3 separate regions of the Zea mays genome follow, and regions 2 and 3 are each linked to region 1. The links are chromatin contacts, called in public Hi-C maps. All regions are on one chromosome and are shown on one strand. The core of a region is the stretch at or near the end of the contact, and the rest is flanking DNA. Distances in the headings are between cores, read along the strand shown. Region 1 holds the start of LOC103636116 (cinnamoyl-CoA reductase 1). Region 2 holds the start of LOC103637381 (proline-rich receptor-like protein kinase PERK12). Region 3 holds the start of LOC100382491 (carbonic anhydrase6).

Evidence for each region. A called contact is a pair of places that touch in the nucleus more often than the background predicts.
Region 2: a contact with region 1 is called in a Hi-C map of bundle sheath, with 4 times the contacts expected there. The contact joins the promoter of LOC103637381 here to the promoter of LOC103636116 in region 1. A contact is called at or near these places in 9 of 25 Hi-C or Micro-C datasets (bundle sheath, ear, leaf and 4 more) and 1 of 3 datasets of contacts at active chromatin or transcription factors (leaf).
Region 3: a contact with region 1 is called in a Hi-C map of leaf, with 6 times the contacts expected there. The contact joins the promoter of LOC100382491 here to the promoter of LOC103636116 in region 1. A contact is called at or near these places in 3 of 25 Hi-C or Micro-C datasets (bundle sheath, endosperm and leaf).

Annotation. Positions count from the first base shown.
Region 1 is chr8:150,018,973-150,021,672 of Zm-B73-REFERENCE-NAM-5.0, reverse strand. LOC103636116 (cinnamoyl-CoA reductase 1) reads left to right here and starts at 1,271. Exons shown (of 5, transcript NM_001301557.1): 1 at 1,271-1,547; 2 at 2,566-2,700. The coding sequence starts at 1,301.
Region 2 is chr8:150,302,544-150,305,315 of Zm-B73-REFERENCE-NAM-5.0, reverse strand. It overlaps LOC103637381 (proline-rich receptor-like protein kinase PERK12), which reads left to right and starts at 1,343. Exons shown (of 7, transcript XM_008659588.4): 1 at 1,343-2,772. The coding sequence starts at 1,660.
Region 3 is chr8:150,378,136-150,380,857 of Zm-B73-REFERENCE-NAM-5.0, reverse strand. It overlaps LOC100382491 (carbonic anhydrase6), which reads right to left and starts at 1,340. Exons shown (of 7, transcript NM_001175228.1): 1 at 1,187-1,340. The coding sequence starts at 1,312.

The sequences.
Region 1 (2,700 bases), core at 22-2,521:
GTGGCTACTCGAACCATCCAGACGATGGATATGATTGATGTGTCGTGATGTTTTTTATGAAACACTTTGCAACACTTGTTTGTGAGACACAATTTCAGTTTGCAACAACCGTCGAACCTATATGTTGATGTTAAATTTGTGAATGTTAATATTTATGTGAGACTATTTGTGATTGTGAATACTTATTAGAATGTGTGTATTTGTGATTGTGAATGTGAATTTGTATATGTGCATGAATCTGTTTTTGTTTTGTAAATGTCAGATTTTTTAAAAAACAGAATTTTGTGTAAATTCTGTAATTTGTTATGTCCGACGGCTTAATGGTAGCCGTCGGACATAACTCTTTTGTTATTTCCGACGGCATTAACTACCGTCGGACATAAGCAATGCTTATCTCCGACGGCCTAGCGGGAGCCGTCGGACTTAATTCAGTGGGACCCACATCCCGACCGGTAAAACGGTTGGGATTTGTTATCTCCGACGGGCATAGGCAGCCGTCGGAGATAACTTATGTCCGACGGCTGCCGTCGGACATAGCACTATTTCCGACGAGTTATCTCCGACGGCTTAAAGCCGTCGGAGATAAGGCTTGACCGTCGGAAATAATCTATTTCCGACGGTTTATTCCTTATGTCCGACGGCTTTGGCCGTCGGACGTTTCTGCGTTTACTGTAGTGCATATAATCTATCTCTCTGTTATAATATAAGATATCAAATATTCCGTCGGTCTCGATCAGGATCCGGACAGTTATAGAGCCTGGTTATCTATGAGGCGCTAGTATACTGTTGAGCTTCATAATCAAACAGGGACCATCGAAATCAATGGCCTGCGATACAATAGCGTGGCTGCTTCCGCTACCAGCTCCAGCGCAATAAATTAACACCAAGAAGAAGTTGGAGGCAGCGGAGGAGGACAAGAAGAGTTGAGCACATTACTCTCACAAGATCCGAAGCCGAACCCAAGGCTAGACCTAGACGGACCGTCAGGCAGGAACGCCCGTGCGATGCCTGCCGTCCAGCGCAGCTACCCCCCACCCCAACCCATGTGGCCATGTCCCGGGCGGCAGGCCCAGGCTCCGTCTGACAAAAAACAAGCCTCGGTGAAGGTAGAGTACCGAGCCTACCTACCCAACCCCAGTCGCGCGACGAAGACAGCCGAGTCCTCTCCTCTGCTCAGCCAGTGGTGCTCGCCCTAGTAGTGTAGTACGTGGCTATTTTACCCACCCCACTCGCCGTGAATACCCTCTCCACCAACACCGAGAGGCACTACCGCAGCAGCGCGGGAGCAGGCCCGGCAGGCATGGGCGTGCTTCGGAGCACGCAGAGCCTTGAGGCGGAGGTGGACGAGCTGCGCGCCGCGCTCCTGGCGGGCGGGTGGCGCCGCTCGGCGGGCCACGCGGACGCTAAGCGCGCTCCCCGGGGTGACGCCGGAGGGGCCGCGGCGCGCGCCGTGTGCGTAACTGGCGGCATCTCCTTCGTCGGGTTCGCCGTCGTCGACCGCCTCCTCCGGCACGGGTACACCGTCCGCCTCGCGCTGGAGACGCAAGGTACCAGCCGTCCCGTCCGTCCTCCCCCACACCAACCTACCCGGCTGCTTCTCTCGCTCGCTCTGAAGCTCTCGCGCGCGCCCCTCGGCCCGGCCCGGCCCCGGTGGCAGGGACGGGGTATACGTGAAAAAAAAAATCCTCGTCCATCTCAGCCCAGAAAGCGATCGCTCTCGTCTGATTGGATGCGAATCGTCCACGACCAGTCGACCGCAAGCGCGGTCACCGGATCAAACAAAGTATGGGTAAGCACGAAGCGGACATGCTCGTTCACGCGGCACCATGCGTCCATGTCCCAACGCCTCGACTTCTCACGTGTTTAGGCAAGCCTGCCTACAAACAGGAAGGAAAAGTATTGGGGTCCCGCTTGTCTCGTTATTACTGTTAGCCCGTTTGTTCTTATCATTCTCTCGCGTTGGGCAAAGGCCGCCGGCCAGGTTTTCATCTGGCTCGTCTCTTCATTCTTTCCCTCGATGATGAGTTGCCTTGCTGACAATGGCCTCTTGCTCCGTTTCAGACGAAGGCTAATAGAACAGAGCCTACCTTTTTCTCTCTTTCCCTTTTATCATTTGTTTGCTAAAAGATTGGATGGTACTCTATTTTGTTTGTTTGTTTTGTGATCAACGCACCCGCTGAAACGACCGAGAGAAACACGAGTACACGACGAAGGACGAAACGAACTTATGATCAACCTAACTTGCACGGCAAAGACGGGAAGCACACGTCCGTCCCCGCCAGAACTTGCGCTTTGACTTTGTAATAAAACTGGTCGTCGTCCTCTAGTGCCAAACATGTAGATGAACAGAGTACTCCAAGTGGTACCGTGGTGAGCCAGTGGCGAGGGTCTAGCTAAGGTTTCTGAAACCTCCCCACCACAGCCTACAACTTTGCTATCGCACGTCGTGGGCTGACAGTGACTCTGTTCTGCCGTGTCGTCCGTCACTAGCGAATCCCCCCGGTCACTCCCAGGTTTCGAGCGTTTCGGTTTATTTGATCTCTAAGTACGTGTCTTGGCGTGCAGAGGACATGGACAAGCTGCGGGAGATGGAGATGTTCGGCGAGGACGGCCGGGATGGGGGGGTGTCGACGGTGATGGCGAACGTGATGGACCCGGACGGCCTGCGCCGCGCCTTCGACGGGTGCGCCGGCGTGTTCC
Region 2 (2,772 bases), core at 94-2,593, 280 kb before region 1:
ATTTTTTACGCAGTGTAACGAATTGCATAAATACCTACACCATGTAGTATAATTTGTATCAGTATATATCATAAACTAGATTTAATGTGTTTTAGCTGCATGGCTGTTGGAGGGATCTTATATTTATGAAGGAAATAAAATATTAAATACGATTTTTTGTTTCTATGCGTGTAATTCATTTCCTTTCATTGCACATTATTTTTATCATAAATTCGTGTGCATGCAGCTGGTAACAGATTTTTACGCAGTATATCGAATTGCATAATTATTAACACAATGTAGCATATTTAGTCTCAGTATATATCATAAAATGGTCCTTACGCGTCTAGCTGCATGGCTGTTGCAGCGATCCTAAATTTATGGAGGAAATAAAGGATTTTAAAAACAGAAACTGCCGCACATATCTTTCCTAAATTTATGCGCATGCATTGGATCGTGTTTGACTCATGCATGCATTCCTTTTTTTGCGCTAACAGACGTGGGGCAGGTGGCGCACCCGACAGCCTGTTTGGGCGCGCTGGTTGAACCAGTTTACAGGGGTGGTCGGCCTGGGCTTCCTTTAACTATTGGAAGCCCAGGGCTCCCGTTATACCTACCCTTATATATATATATATATATATATATATATATATATATATATATATATATATATATATATATATATATATATATATATATATATATATATAGTCATTACATATAATAGGTTGGTTATTTTATTAGCTAAAAGAATGTTGAGCAATTATTGCTAGAGCTATATTCCTGCTCTTATTCTCTTATAACATGTTTTGGAATCTACGCTACAGTCTATATATAGCCGGCTGATAATTAAGAACCCGTTCCTTCTCTTTCTTCTATCATCTTTCTTTCGACTCTCTAAGGAAGAAGGACAAACATGGTATCTATAAAAGATACTCCCTCCGTTTCTTTTTATTTGTCGCTTGATAGTGCAAAATTGCACTATCCAGCGACAAATAAAAAAAACGGAGGGAGTAATATCCAAATACATGACAAAAACCATTTGTTTAAAAAATAAAAGGTCTTATAATTTAAAATATAGGTACTAATCATTTGCATATTGCAATATGATAAAGTTCATCCTCAGAACATATGCATCGCCTGCACTGCACATAGCTAAATTTAGCATGCGTATAAAATCTTTCAGAGAGGTGAACATGGCCAAGTGACGTGTCAGTCACTGCCCCCCCGCGTTGTCTTCCTCGGGAGTTCAAACACATTCAAGTTAGCGCCGGTTTTCCTCCTGCGGCCACCCAGATTTCTCGATGCTCCCTGCATGTTCTCTGTTCCACCACCTCTACCCATCCAAGAAAAGCAAGGCAAGGAAAAACAGCGGGGAAAAAAATTACGGAGGAAAACCGAAAAGGGCACGAGCACATTACGCCGCGGCCGTGTTGTCGCCAAGGCGAGGCGCATTCCGTGTCTCCACGCTGCCTAGCTCGATCGGACCTGCCGGCGGACGGACGGACGGACGTTTACCCATGCCCATGTCTATGTGAGAGGCCCGGCCGCCGCTGCCCCCGTCTCCCCTGCCGATGCGCGTTTGAGATGCCATTATTCCGGCTCGGCTCCTAACCACTCTCCCCGGAACGACGACGATACCGCCGACCGCGCGGCGGCCCTGTGACGCCGCGCGCCCTCATGGCGTCAACCGAGCAACTGGCGTCGTCCCCCGCGGGAGGGCCGCCAGGGCCGAAGGCACGGGCAGCACCGCCTCCGGAATCATCGTCGTCGCCGCCACCCCCGCCGAAGGCTTCCTCGTCGTCTCCTCCGCCGCCGACACCGCCGCCGCCACCGTCGAAGCAGTCGTCCCCGCCTCCCCCGGCCCACAACAGCACGACGTCGCCGAACACACCAGCGACCCCGCCAGAGAAGTCTCCGGCGGCTTCCCCTCCTCCTCCGGCCTCGCCGCCGCCACCAAGCCGGTCCTCTCCTCCTCCTTCGCCGTCTTCGCCGCCCCCGTCGCCACCTCCGCAGTCTTCGCCGCCGCCGCCCGCGGCGTCGACGTCGCAGCAGTCGCCTCCGGCACCGGAACCGACCAAGCCACCGACACCCCCGTCGTCGGAGAAGCCCGGAGCAGCCGCCGGGACGACGGCCTCGTCACCTCCCCCAAATGCGGGACAACCGCCACCGCGCGAGACACCGTCGACGCCACCGGACACCGCCGGTCACCAGCCACCTCCGCCGGCGCCCACGCAAATGCTGCCTCCTCCGATGGCGCTGACGGTGATCATGCCGGGCGGCGTCTCTGGCGGCCCACCTGCAGGCGGCATGTGGAGGTCCCCGCCTGGGCCCCCCGCGGGTGGGGGTGGGTCGGGCAGCAACAGCAACATGAAGAACGAGGCGGTGGTCATCGGGATCTCCGTTGCCGGGCTGGTCCTGGCACTGGCGTCGCTGCTGATAATCGCGTGCGCAACCGGCAAGCAGGGCAACCGGGGGAGGAAGCGGGAGCGGCACGCGTCGCGCAGGCACAGCATCGTGGTGCCGGAACGTCAGTGTGGCGCAGCCGCGGGCGTGGTGTCGGCGGACGTGTACCAGCCGTCGAACGGGCCGGCGCCGTCGCCGTCGCCGAGCGGGACGTCGAGCTCGTACGACCTGTCGGGGGCCAACAAGTCGTGGTTCACGTACGACGAGCTGGCGGGCATCACGGGCGGGTTCTCGGCGGCGAACGTGATCGGCGAGGGCGGGTTCGGGAAGGTGTACATGGGCGCGCTGGGCGACGGGCGGCGCGTGGCGGTGAAGCAGCTCAAGCTG
Region 3 (2,722 bases), core at 91-2,590, 360 kb before region 1:
CGTAAACTAATAAATTACCTTAAATTTGATAATTAAATTGGACGGAAAATACCAAAATTTATATATGCCACGTAATCAGATTCACCATGGAGTGTATTTTGATAACATGCCCTTTTTTTTTGCTATTATAAAAAGCTAGCTAGGAGTGACTGACTTCTCAAGATGGGCGGGGTATTATACTATTCCATGATTGGGCAAACCGGCAAAAGTAAGTAGAGCACATGAGACTATATTATACATATTTCTATATGGAATGCCGCATTTGCAGACCTTGTGGTATACTAGTACCTCTCGGTTAGCCTGATCATGGGCCATCCACCCGACAAACCCGACTCGATCTGTCCGAAAAAAATCCGGTCCGACCCAACCAATGCAAGGGTACGGGCCATAATTTTTGACCCATAATAATTCACGGGTTAGGTACAGATCGTGATTTTTGACCCAAAACCTGACCCCACCCGAAAAAAATCCGACCCAAAGCCAAAAAAACCTGACCCAACCGGAAACAAACCGACCCGATCCGACACTAAGCACGGGTCGGGTATGGGTCATGATAAATAGCTCACGATCCGACTTTGACCTGACCCGACCCAAATTTGAACATGTCTACTCTAGGTACACCAGAAGGGTGTCGGGTGCGGTCTCCATACTCTTACTAGTCTGATAACTCTATTTTTCAAAAATGATTTCATTTTCCAATAAAAAATAAACTAATTTCCTCTAAAAAATGAAAATCCATTGGGACATGTATACATGGCACATACGTTTTTTTCTATTGATTGAGGAGTGCAATGAAGCGGCACTACTATAGGTGGCGAGGTGCATTATCGACGTGGAGCTGAAATCCTTGCGTGACACTCGGATTTTGCTTAGTTTCAAGAATATGATATCGTAGTATGCATGGTACGTACGTATACCATCCTCTTAGATAATGTGAGCGACGACTTTTGGTTGCATGGCGTGGAGGCCCATGACCCTCGCGCCCAGCAAGGTCATACATGAGTGTCCGTGCCGACTTATTGTCCCATCCCTGAAGTAAAATTCAGAGAAGGAAGTGTAGTGCTCGGTTTTGAGTTGCTGTATGAGGCGAGAGATCCAGTGGATATAGAGAAGCGACGGACGACACACATATGCATGTTGTACAATGCATGTGAGCCATGCGTACGTTGGTGTACTCCGTACGTACCACGAGGGTGGAGGGGGCGGTGGCGAAGATGACGGTGGTGTTCTTGATGAGCCTGGGGCGGCGGGTACCGGTGAGGCTACCGACGACGCTGGACGAAGCGGAGGCGCGGACGGGAAAGGCGGGCATTCTACAAGCGCGCGCGTTTGTGCTCTGTTCTGCCAACTTATACACAAGGACGCACGCGTGCCAACAAGCAAGACCGTTACAGCCCGTATGCGAGAGCGGCGACGCCGTCGCGCGCCTCGGCTGGGCCGATAGATACGGACCACCCGACGCCTCATCCGCCAGCGTGCCACTCGCTTCACTCACGAGGATGGGCATCCCTCGTCGCGGCCCCCGTGATGGAAATGGGATATGCTCCGTGTGGCGGACTGGTGCCTCAATTTTGTTTGTTTGTCTTTTCTCCATAATTTCAGGTTCATATCTTTTTTTGGTGCTATCTTCGTGTTTGACACTACATTGAGGTTGGCACCACAACCTATAGCTATCTCCTGTACTGGTCTTATCGCTTTAGATAGCGAGAAAAAGGGCAGCCATTTAATATTAATATTATATTATAGGATCGACATCACTAAACAAGTGTACTTGAACCTTTCTAGCTTCTTTCCACTCGAGACTTTTTGTGGGATTATGCTAATACCGAAAGCATATTAAAAGTAGCTGCCTTCAGACTAACACTCTCATCTCATTGCCCGCCTCTCTTTGGAAACAACCCCCTCCCGGCCGGAATATTTCTACCGGAGATGGTTGGCATGCATATGTCAAAAAATAAAGATGTTCTAGATTTAACATAAACTAATAAATTACCTTAAATTTGATAATTAAATTGGACGGAAAATACCAAAATTTATATATGCCACGTAATCAGATTCACCATGGAGTGTATTTTGCATTGATAGCATGCCCTTTTTTTTTTGCTATTATAAAAGCTAGCTGGAATTAAGATAATTGACTTGAAGATAAAGCTAGCTAGGAGTGACTTCTTCTCAAGATGGGCGGAATATTATACTATTCCATGATTGGGGAAAAGCAAGTAGAGCTCATGAGATGATGAGACTATATACTATACATATTTCTATATGGAATGCCGCATTTGCAGACCTCGTGGTATAGTAGTAGTAACTCTTGGTATATATTCCGGAAGGGTGCCGGGTGCCTTTTTTTTCTATTGATTGAGGAGCGCAATGAAGTGACACTACTATAGGTGGCGAGGTGCATTATTAGGGTGGGACTGAAATCCTTGCGTCACACTCGGATTTTTCTTAGTTTCAAGAATATCATGTGCTTTCCCTGTTTTTTTATTTATCGTGTTTTAATTTAAAAATAAACTAGCAATCAACAAATATTTTAAAAATGGAGTTAGTAATACGCATGGTCCATATACCATCCTAGATAATGTGAGGGACGGCTTTTGGTTCCACAGCGTGGAGGCCTGTGACCTCGCGCCCAGCAAGGTCAGACATGCGTGTCTGTACTGTCCCATCTCCGAAGTAAAAGTCAGAGAAGGAAGTGTAGTGCTCGGTTTCGAGCTGCTAG